Regions from separate parts of the Danio rerio genome. Here region 2 is linked to region 1. The links are chromatin contacts, called in public Hi-C maps. All regions are on one chromosome and are shown on one strand. The core of a region is the stretch at or near the end of the contact, and the rest is flanking DNA. Distances in the headings are between cores, read along the strand shown. Region 1 has its middle 130 kb from the start of bcor. Region 2 has its middle 58 kb from the start of mid1ip1b.

Evidence for each region. Hi-C and Micro-C count contacts between places; a contact is called where the count stands out from the background.
Region 2: a Hi-C map of an unstated tissue shows a contact between it and region 1, with 3 times the contacts expected there. The contact joins two enhancer-like sites. A contact is called at or near these places in 5 of 18 Hi-C or Micro-C datasets (caudal fin, embryo, fibroblasts and 2 more).

The regions. Positions count from the first base shown.
Region 1 is chr22:10,922,050-10,926,775 of GRCz12tu, reverse strand. It overlaps a transcript of sgsh not described here. Among named protein-coding and RNA genes, the nearest start is that of bcor, 130 kb to the right of the region's middle. Within about 2 kb of position 1,450, at least 50 of the 62 cell types and tissues checked have an H3K27ac peak or open chromatin away from gene starts, as enhancers often do. A contact at or near this core is called in caudal fin, where this site is marked.
Region 2 is chr22:11,030,801-11,035,829 of GRCz12tu, reverse strand. It overlaps a transcript of sgsh not described here. Among named protein-coding and RNA genes, the nearest start is that of mid1ip1b, 58 kb to the left of the region's middle. Within about 2 kb of position 1,834, at least 26 of the 62 cell types and tissues checked have an H3K27ac peak or open chromatin away from gene starts, as enhancers often do. A contact at or near this core is called in caudal fin, where this site is marked.

The DNA.
Region 1 (4,726 bases), core at 201-2,700:
TTGCTGTGCTAGCCACTGAGCCACCATGCCGCCTTCTGTCTACACTGCATCCAAACAATGCAAAGCTTCATACAACAACTTATGCATTATCAATGGTTATCAACAATCAACAATCAAATGGTTGTTGTCAGTAATGCAACAAACCTACAATACTTTTTACATAATCCGCTTGTTAAGTGTGACCTCATGCGAAGCGGCTTCCGGGTCCAATCGCTATATCAAACGGTATGGGGAGACTCATCGAATGGTAATAAGCAGGGCCAGACGGTATCTGCGGTTGTTTGTTGACATTTCCACGGAGAATTTTGGTAAAAATCTGCAGATTTCGGCGAAATTATTTTGGGATTATCCAGCCGAGTATCATAACTAAAACCTTAATATATTAAATTAAAAGTAATAAATTACTGAATGAAAACAATATAAATTCAGATTTACACATTTACACAAGTAAAAAAACAAAATTAATAATAGGCTAAAAATCTGTGGAATTCTGCGGAAAATCTGCAGAATTCTGCGCGCGCAGATTCCGTGTGCGCCTAGTAATAAGAAAAGTTAACAAAGCGATGTGTTGCTTTCGAAAAATCACCATCGCAATATACATGTCCATGCATAATATCAGAAGGCCAAAAAGTGATGAATTTTTATTACAATTTTATTTTATTACAATATCAATTTTAGTTACAATTTTGGCATTTGTAATGCAGCAAGTCCAGAGACTGTTGTGTACACCATGACTTTATATAAAATTCATTTTAACGTGTGATATGACTAAAATGTGGCCATAAACAAATATTTTCTCAATTCAAATGAGTAGTGGCTTGGACCCAGAAACAGTACTCCATGCGTCACCGATACGTCACAACTTAACAAGCGGATTAGTAATGTAATCAGATTACAATTTTCCAGTAGTAATCAGTAATTTGTAATTACTACTTTTTTAAAGTAACTAACCCAACACTGGCCACCATTAAAGAGAAAACCATTTACACACAAAAGCTCAAACTAAAACCACAACTGGATCGATTTATAGTCAAACAAAACTGCGACAACTGGAACTCTCCAGTCATCAACAAAGCTGTCTACATCGCTAGGAAAGAAACTACACCAAAAGACTGGTAAAAATCACAGCAAATGCCCAAATAGGCAGAAAGCAGAGTGCTCATGTTATAGCGAACAAAAGCAAAATCAACCCTTTATAAGGAGCATTCTAGTTTCGTCACGTCGCATATTTGCAGTGTAGACGTGTTAGATGTCAGAGCCAAAGCTGAGATCTGTTGTGTTTATGTGTGTGCGTGTGTGTGTGTGTAGCGTAGCTCGGTGGAGTGCGGAGATAAGCAGCAGCGTAGAGCGCCTCGGAGCCTTGGGAAATGTGTGTGCGTGTGTGTGTCTCAAAAGGATTAGCAGGGCTGGGGGCCGGCGCAGGGAGGGGGAACAAAACGCCTCGAGGACTGAAGGGCCCACATGAGACAGTCACACACTCACGCAGAGCGGCGGAGCCTCGCTGGCTGAGCGGAGCGCTGTGTCCTGCCTGCTTTTTCTCTCTTCTGCTCGTCTCTCTCTCTCGCTCTCTCTCTATCTCTGTTTTCACAACTCGCTGCCTGTGTGAAAAATCAGTCGCTCCGCTGAGCAGTGTTGGCTGTGTGTGCGCTCACTCTTCTGAGATACTGTAGGTAGTTCAAAGGAAGATTAGCAAGTAAATGACTAAGATTAACAACACAACAACCTACATAACCTAGATTTATTTCACCATTCATAAGTGAGCTGAGAGTACCTTATAATTTTAATTAAGTCCTGATTGGGTATCATTTGAGTTTTTACATCTTTTTAAAGTAATCTATCTTACCTTCAGAGTGTTTGACCTTAGAATGGTGTGACGGTTCATCTTCCAGCAGGACTATGACCCAAAGAACACCGCCAAAATATCAATGGAGTGGCTTTACAACAACTCGGTGAATGTCCTTGAGTGGCCCAGCCAGAACCCAGACCTAAATCCTATTAAATGTCTCTGTTGAGATCTGAAAATGGCTGTACACTGTCACTTTCTATCCAACCTGATAGAGCTTCAGAGGTACTGCAAAGAGGAATGCACAAAACTTCCCAAAGACAGATGTGCCAAGCTTGTGGCATCATATTCAAAATGACTTGAGGCTGTAATTGCTGCTAACGATAGATCAACAAAGTATTGAGCAAAGGCTGTGAATACTTCTGTACATGTGATCTTTTCAGGTTTTTTATTTTTTTAATAAATATGCAACAAATTTTAAAAAACTCTTTTTCCACATTGTCATTATGGGGTACTGTGTGCAGAATTTTGAGGAAATGCATGAATTTAATCCATTTTGGAATAAGGCTGTAACATAAAAATATGTGGAAAAAGTAAAGTGCTGTGAATACTTTCCGGATGCACCGTAGACATCCTAAAAACCAACAATACTGATATACTTTAGATAACATCTAAAAAAAAAACAAATAAACAAAACAAAAAAAAACTTAATTTTAATTTGGTGGGTCCTTTAACTCTAAAATCTTGTGGACAAACTACGTACTGCAAAAAATATTCAAAACATGTGCATGCTGCTTATACCATGGTTAGAAAAACCAGGCGTTTAGTAAACATGGTTTAAAGAGCCCCTATTGTGGGTTTTGAAAATGGCCTTTCATGTAGTGTGTAACACAGCTCTAATATCTGGCTAAGGCTTAAATCTGACAGTGTTTAAAACTATTGATTCATTTAAAAAAAATAAATAAATAGTGCTTCTGCCTCTCATAGTGCTTCAAATGAATCAGCTTGACAATGAGTCTTTAACCCTTTCAGCATGACGCCAATACAAAACTTAAGCCTCGTCCAAATTGTTAATCGCGCAAACCCAGGAAAATTTAAACCTGCGGCCCCGCCCAAAAACAGTAGCAAATAAGAAGAGAAAGACATTAATATTAGCAGTCACCCTTACATTTGTTAATGCAAGGATCAGAAAAGACTATTGATGTTTGGGACTTCGTCAGAGCTCGACAGGAACTTTACAGTAGAAAGTTCAGGGACCAGTTTCTTCCACCATTTTACAAGTGTAAGTGCGATTAAAATAGTTGCCTCCTTGTTTTCTCTAGCTTGCAAATGATGTATTTAATTGTGTTTTGTTACTTGATACCGCTTGTACTGTATGTGGTTAACTATTTATATTCTCATATCGCGTCTAATGCCACATTAAAAAAGTGGCATGTGCTGCTTTGTTTATGGATTTAAATGCATTTGTGAATTCTCGTTTCACTACTGTTTGCCTATGCTATGGTGGTCAAGGTTTAAAATAGTTCAGCTTTTGCCGCTGTCTGGATTAATACTGAATGTTTGTCATGGTTAAGAATAGAGCAATATGCTGGTGTTTAACTGCACTGCTTTATCCACTCCTGCATTGGACTCGCACACATACCTGCCAACAAAATTTAAATAACACTGTCAAGAACCGCATACTGTGTACTGTGGTGTTAGTAACTACTCTGAAGCATGTTACGAGCAGCTGCTTCGGATTCTATACCAATGTTGGCGACCAGGGGGTTTCACAGACCGTACCAAAATGCTTAAGACTGGGGGCGTGGTTGAAATTACAGAAGTTTTCCAGGATAAATAACAAAACGGGAGGGTGGCAGAAGATGGGTCTAAAATACAGGAGACTCCCGGGAAAAACATGTGTTGGCAGGTATGCTCACACATACACTCTGCACTCTGACTACTTTAATATTGCTGACAAGCCATGGTGGGCGTTTCTGTGCATCTCATGCTGAATGCTGTCGACCAATCGCAACAGACTGTCATCGGTACAATCAGCGCAGATTAGCTATGCGCTAAGGAGGGGTTTGGGAACAAATGAATTGATAAACAAATCTTAAGCGAGTCCCTGGGATAATTAGGTAAAGCTAAATGCATATTATAAGACAATGAAAGTGTTTTTTGACCCCTGCATGCATATTAGCCTGTTGTTAAAGACCCTTTAAACCAAAAAATAACCCTTTTTAATGTATAATAGTGGCTCTTTAACAATAATTACAATTGCAAATTACAGTTACTTACAGGCTACGGATTTCAAATGTAGCCTATTGATTTTTTAATATAAAGAAACACATTTACTATCCTCTATTTCCCATGCCTCTAATTACAATTGACAGCTCAGGCGTTTGAATGGCAGTGAAAAGAGACACCCAAATCTGCATTCGGATTCGCTCCATTACGTGCTGGTCTTTTCGGCATTCAACCTTATTCCTGACAGATTCGGCAAAGACAGACAGATTGATCTAGTTTGTGCTTCCCCAATCCGTACAACCACACGCACACATTCACGTCACAGTTATACACCCGTCTGGTCTAGTTAGCCAACAAAAGAACAATAAATACAGCTGTAGCTTACAGTATAAACTGTGAGAGAGTGAAATTCTCTCACGCTGAATGGATGCGGTCTTTAGGGAGCGAAAGATCGTGGGTGAGAGAAACTAGACACAGATTAGAACCGGATAGAGGGAGAGAGAGAAGCGGGGGAGATCAGATGTGGGTGGAGGGAGCAATGCTACTTAGGGAAACACGCAAACACACACACACACACACACACACACACACACACACACACACACTCAAATCCCAGTGTGTTTCCGAATGTTGTGTCAGTCAAAGCCAAAGAGCTCAACGGGGGGTCCGTGATTGGAGCCCCTGGCATTTACTACAGAGGAGCGAAAGCGCGAG
Region 2 (5,029 bases), core at 585-3,084, 110 kb before region 1:
GGATTTTCTTTGCTCCGGGTGAACGATGAGTGATTACAGTAAGATATGAACTCAACCCCCACACTCACACACACTCTCTCTCTCTCTAACAGACGACAGAGAAGCTTGTGCTAACTTCCGGCTCAATAAAAACTTACAAAGTCAATAATGATGACAAATTTGCTTACAGATGTTTCTTGGTGGTTTGTGTAACTTACGTTTGAAGACTGTCCGTTCGCTACATGTACTTTGGGTCCGATATTGTTGTATGTCATGAGTAGGTGTTACATTTAAATTTTCACGACTGTTAAAAATACGTTCGGGTGCTCTGGCATGTTGTCATTAGCTCTTTCCACAGATACAGACCTTTCCAGAAAATTGCTGATAATTTTCCGGAAAGGTCTGTATGTGTGAACATGCCCTTTTTGAAAATACCGGTAAACTCGTTCAGACAATTTTCTGGAAAGAGAAGTTGTAACATAACCGGTAATTTGCCTGAATGTCTGGGAATGTGGGGATGGGGGGGGGGGGTGTCAGCCTTTTAATAGTAAGAAATTGCTTTCTCTGATTGATATCTTAAATATTAATAATTAAAAATGAATTTATAAATTTATTTAAATTTACATTTGATCCCCCCTTTACGATGTATACCATGTATACCATTATCGCACCAATCAACGCTAGGAAAAATATAATTCAACATGAAGCTGGCAGTTCTAGAGCATCGAAAGACATCTTAAGAATTAAAAAAAAAAAAAAGGTTTCCGTTAAAATAGGTGTTTATATCTGCATGTAGCCTAAAAAAAGAAACATTGGACACATAATTTGTATAGTTTGACCTACAGTAACCTTTAAAATAGTCACTTAATATCCCTCAAAACACTGAATCGTATACATTTATGAATAAATTAGATGTCATTTAAATACATTCGAAATTTGATTCACTTAAGCATGTATTACCAAATTACTCCCAAAAAAGTTGACTAAGCAAATGTGATTTTTCCAGCCTGATCTCACAAGGAAACGCAAGTATTTTACATTTTGTCGGTTTAGTGGCTAATTCGTACAAAAATGTATGATTTTAAAAAGGAGGCGTGACACCTAACCCCACCTCTAACCTCAACCGTCATTGGGTGATGAGCAATTCGTACTAAATTGTACAAATTAGATCGTACAAAGTCGATATACGAATACGAATTAGCCACTAAATCAAAAAGTTACGAATTGCTGTGAGATTGTGTTGGATTTTTCAGGTTTTTTATTTTTAATAAATATGCAACTATTTCAAACAAAAATCTTTTTCACATTGTCATTATGGAGTAATGTGTACAATCTTGAGGAAATAAATTAATTGAATTAATCTTGGAATGTGAAAAATGTGGAAAAAGTGAAGCACTATGAATACTTTCCGCATGCACTGTATAGTAAGTGCTTTAAGTATGTTGATATTCGGTAGCTAAGGTGTTCTTTGTGTTTTGAGTACAATGCAGACGCCATGAAAACTAAAAAAAAACATGGTTTTAAAGCAAGTTGCTGCTAAGGTGTTCTGAGTGATCCTGAACACATTGCTGTTCCATTGTTAAGATCTAAAGGATTTTTAACATGCCGTTGCTATGGTGCTGAGGGGTTCTTTCCATTCTTACATGTCCATATTTTTTGGTATATTTTGAACATGCACAGCTTAAAACATAATACTGTTGATGAATAACACGGAACACTCATAGATTTTTCCCATCTTGTCCGGCTAGAGCTCTGCGGAGATGGATGATGTAACCCATCGTCACGCTAATGGAATCTCCCTCTGCAGACACTGATGGATCTGTTGCCGTGGCAGCCATTGCCGCCCGCTGACATTCCGGCCTGCCCTCGTCTGACGGCGGGCAGTGCCAAGCTCTCTGCCTGCTGTCACAGAGCTGTGTGTGTATGTGTGTGCGCATGTGTGTGTGGTCTGGGCCTCCAGCCAGAGCTCTGGCTGACAGGGCCCCCTCACGCAGCTCTGCCGAGAGGACAACGCTGTGCTGGAGAATACAGAAGAGGCCTGTGAGCGAGCTGCGTACCAGGGCAGCGGGTTCATTGTTTTAATGCTGCCACACAGTCGCACAGCGTGTCCTAATCTGCCATGGCAGAACAACTTTAAAGCATCAAATAAAACCAGACAAGGTTTATTGTCGCTATATTGTTGGTGGCTAGCCTAGTTTAGCATAGCACTGTTGGTCAAAGTGTTTTATTACATGGCTGTCTGGAATACTTGATTCTGATTGGTCAGTGATGACATTGCGTGGTTTGTTATTCTGGGATAACATCGAATCATCTCGATCGCCAGTGAATACGTTCAGATCTGTAATATGCTTGTCTGTCTCCACCTTTTTTTGACTGTTCAGCGCCATCTTGTGACTGAATAATATGTAGGTTAGCGTATGCTTTGTCTACTCCATTCAGCCATTTTAATTTCTGTCAGCTTTGCTATTAAGTTAAGAAATGAATTAACTATTAATATAGTTTATTAGGATAAGTATAACTATATTTATATATACTTTAAAGGTGCAGTAGGTGATCTGCTAAAAAGCTAACCGCTAAGCATATTATCTTTGGACGGCGGGGAGGGACTGTGATTCAAAGCCACACTCCCTAACATAAAATAGTTTCAAAACAGAACATTACCTGTCTAACAGTAATACTTCAGCCATGGTGTCGTCCTTCCTCCAGTGTCTCCAGCGTGCTAAAGTAACTCTAATATTGATTCAGGTTTTTAAAAGTTTCAATTCAGCATTTGATTTCTCCCGGTCCGTCTTGTGACCGCGCGGCAGCTTTATAGGCGAATTATACCCGTGCCTGGCTTTACAGTAATCGGCCCGTGCTCGGCTGTCCTTCGGCGCCTCTGGCTCCGACACGGCATCTGCGAGTGGCCCGCAGCTCGCTCGGAGCTCATGCGTTTGTGATGCAGACAGGCACAGGCTAATAGTGGATCTGCGTGAACAGATGCGCAGGAGTCGGAATCTACATTTGCCGACAGACAGTCTGACCTGCCTATCGGAATTAAGGGAGATGACGGTCCGACTCTATTTAATTGGATAAACATTTTTTAGTTTTATGCTTTACCCAGAATATAAAAATACATATAAACACATTTAGATCATTTACTGTAATCATTATTACTGGACTGTGAAGAGACTTTCAACCAGCACAACAAAAATGTTTCTGAAGACAATCACCTACTGCACCTTTAATGAAAGAATTAATTAACTATCTGTCTCCACCTAGGTTTTTGACTGTTCTTGTGACTGAATAATATGTAGGTTAGTGTATGCTTCATCCACTCCATTCAGCCATTTCAATTTTCCTTCAGCTTTGCCTTTAATTAAATAATTCATTAATTATTACATTCAGAGGGGGACTGGGACAAACGTTTCACCCGAGGAACAGTTATTGTTATTCATACTGCATCCGAGGGTGTTGGCGATCGGTAACTGAACAGCAGGGGGGGTGCAGGTCAGAGTCACAGTGGCATGTCCTGGTGCTCCCTATGGCCAGTCTGCCCCTGATTACGTCTCAGAACAATATTTTGTGTCTAATTTTTGGGTTTTGTTGCAAGTAGCAGTGTAATAAACGGGATAAAGTGCATCCAGGAGTGTTTTTTCTCAAAATAAAGCACTTCAATTCAGTCTTATACAACAGTGCTTGTGTCGGGCTGCAGAAGACCGATAATCCTATCAGGATTTATTCTGCGATAACAACCGCCTGGAAGTACTTTATCCCTTATATAGTTTTTTAAAAGAAACTGCATATCATGCAACATTTGTACTGTGTATTATGTCCATGGACACTCTGTAAAGTTACATACTGCATTAAAATACAGGAGAGAACTTGGTAAATGATTTGTGTGTGTAACTTGTGTTGTAATAACATAAATGTTGTGATGTCATCCGTATTTGGTTTCTGCTATATTTAGCAAAACATGGTTAAGGTTTAACTAAACCACCATCAACAGCATTTATTATTATTGAACTGTGTGTGTACATAACATAATTAAGCTCTTTTTTTTCCATTTTCCTTCTCATACATTTCATATAAAATCCAGTGGATGTAAATACTAAAACTAAAAATACATACACGTACCAGCCAGAGAAATGCAGCAAATGCTGCTTTTTCATCAGAAAACCTGAAACAAAATGGATGAAACACCATTTAAATAAAAAATCAACCACAAAAGAATGCCATCTCCCTGACTTTCTGTTTAGTGTGTATTAGTATGAAATAATCATGTACTCTTGTGGGCAGCATGCTGTTTAATTCCCACACGCTCGCTGTGTGTGTGTTTACATGTATTCAGAGGGGACTCTGCTGGAATGAACACAACTACCCCTCTCGTTCTGTCTGGTGCTGCTCTCTAGTTGACATTTAAAGGCTAACAGCATGCAATGAGACTCTAAAAGCCTATTGGACAGTTTGTCTATCAGTCAAATCTGAGCAGCCAATGGAAAAGATGCCATACATACGTGTACTAGTTACTGCTGAGCATATGCTGTGTGATATACTCTTAAACATTACTGAAATATATAATCTATGAATCTTTTCCACTCCAAAAATGGTCCTCATACTGGAAAAAAAAGCCCCTTCAGAATTTTCAAACGCTCCTCACACCATGAAAAATGGTTTTTAAATGATTGCAGAAAGGTAGCTTAATGGCATCAAGTGATACTATACTAAATATTATTTTCAGGACGTCCATGAAGAGCCTTAAAGATAGCTCTTCTTCTCATACTTCAGCCTTCACATCAAAGTTCCTGAAAGCAAAGGAAGGTGCTCCAAGATTGGCCAGCCCAGTCACCAGACATGAACATTATTGAGCATGTCTGGGGTCAGATGAAGGAGGAGGCATTAATGATGAACCCAACAAATCTTTATGAACTCTGGGAGTCATGCAGGAGCACTTTCTTTGCCATTCCAAAATACGTTTTATTAATAAGTTATTCAAATCATTGCAGAGATGTATGAATGCAGTCGTCCAAGCTCATGGGAGTCATACACAATATTAATTAATTTTTTCCGC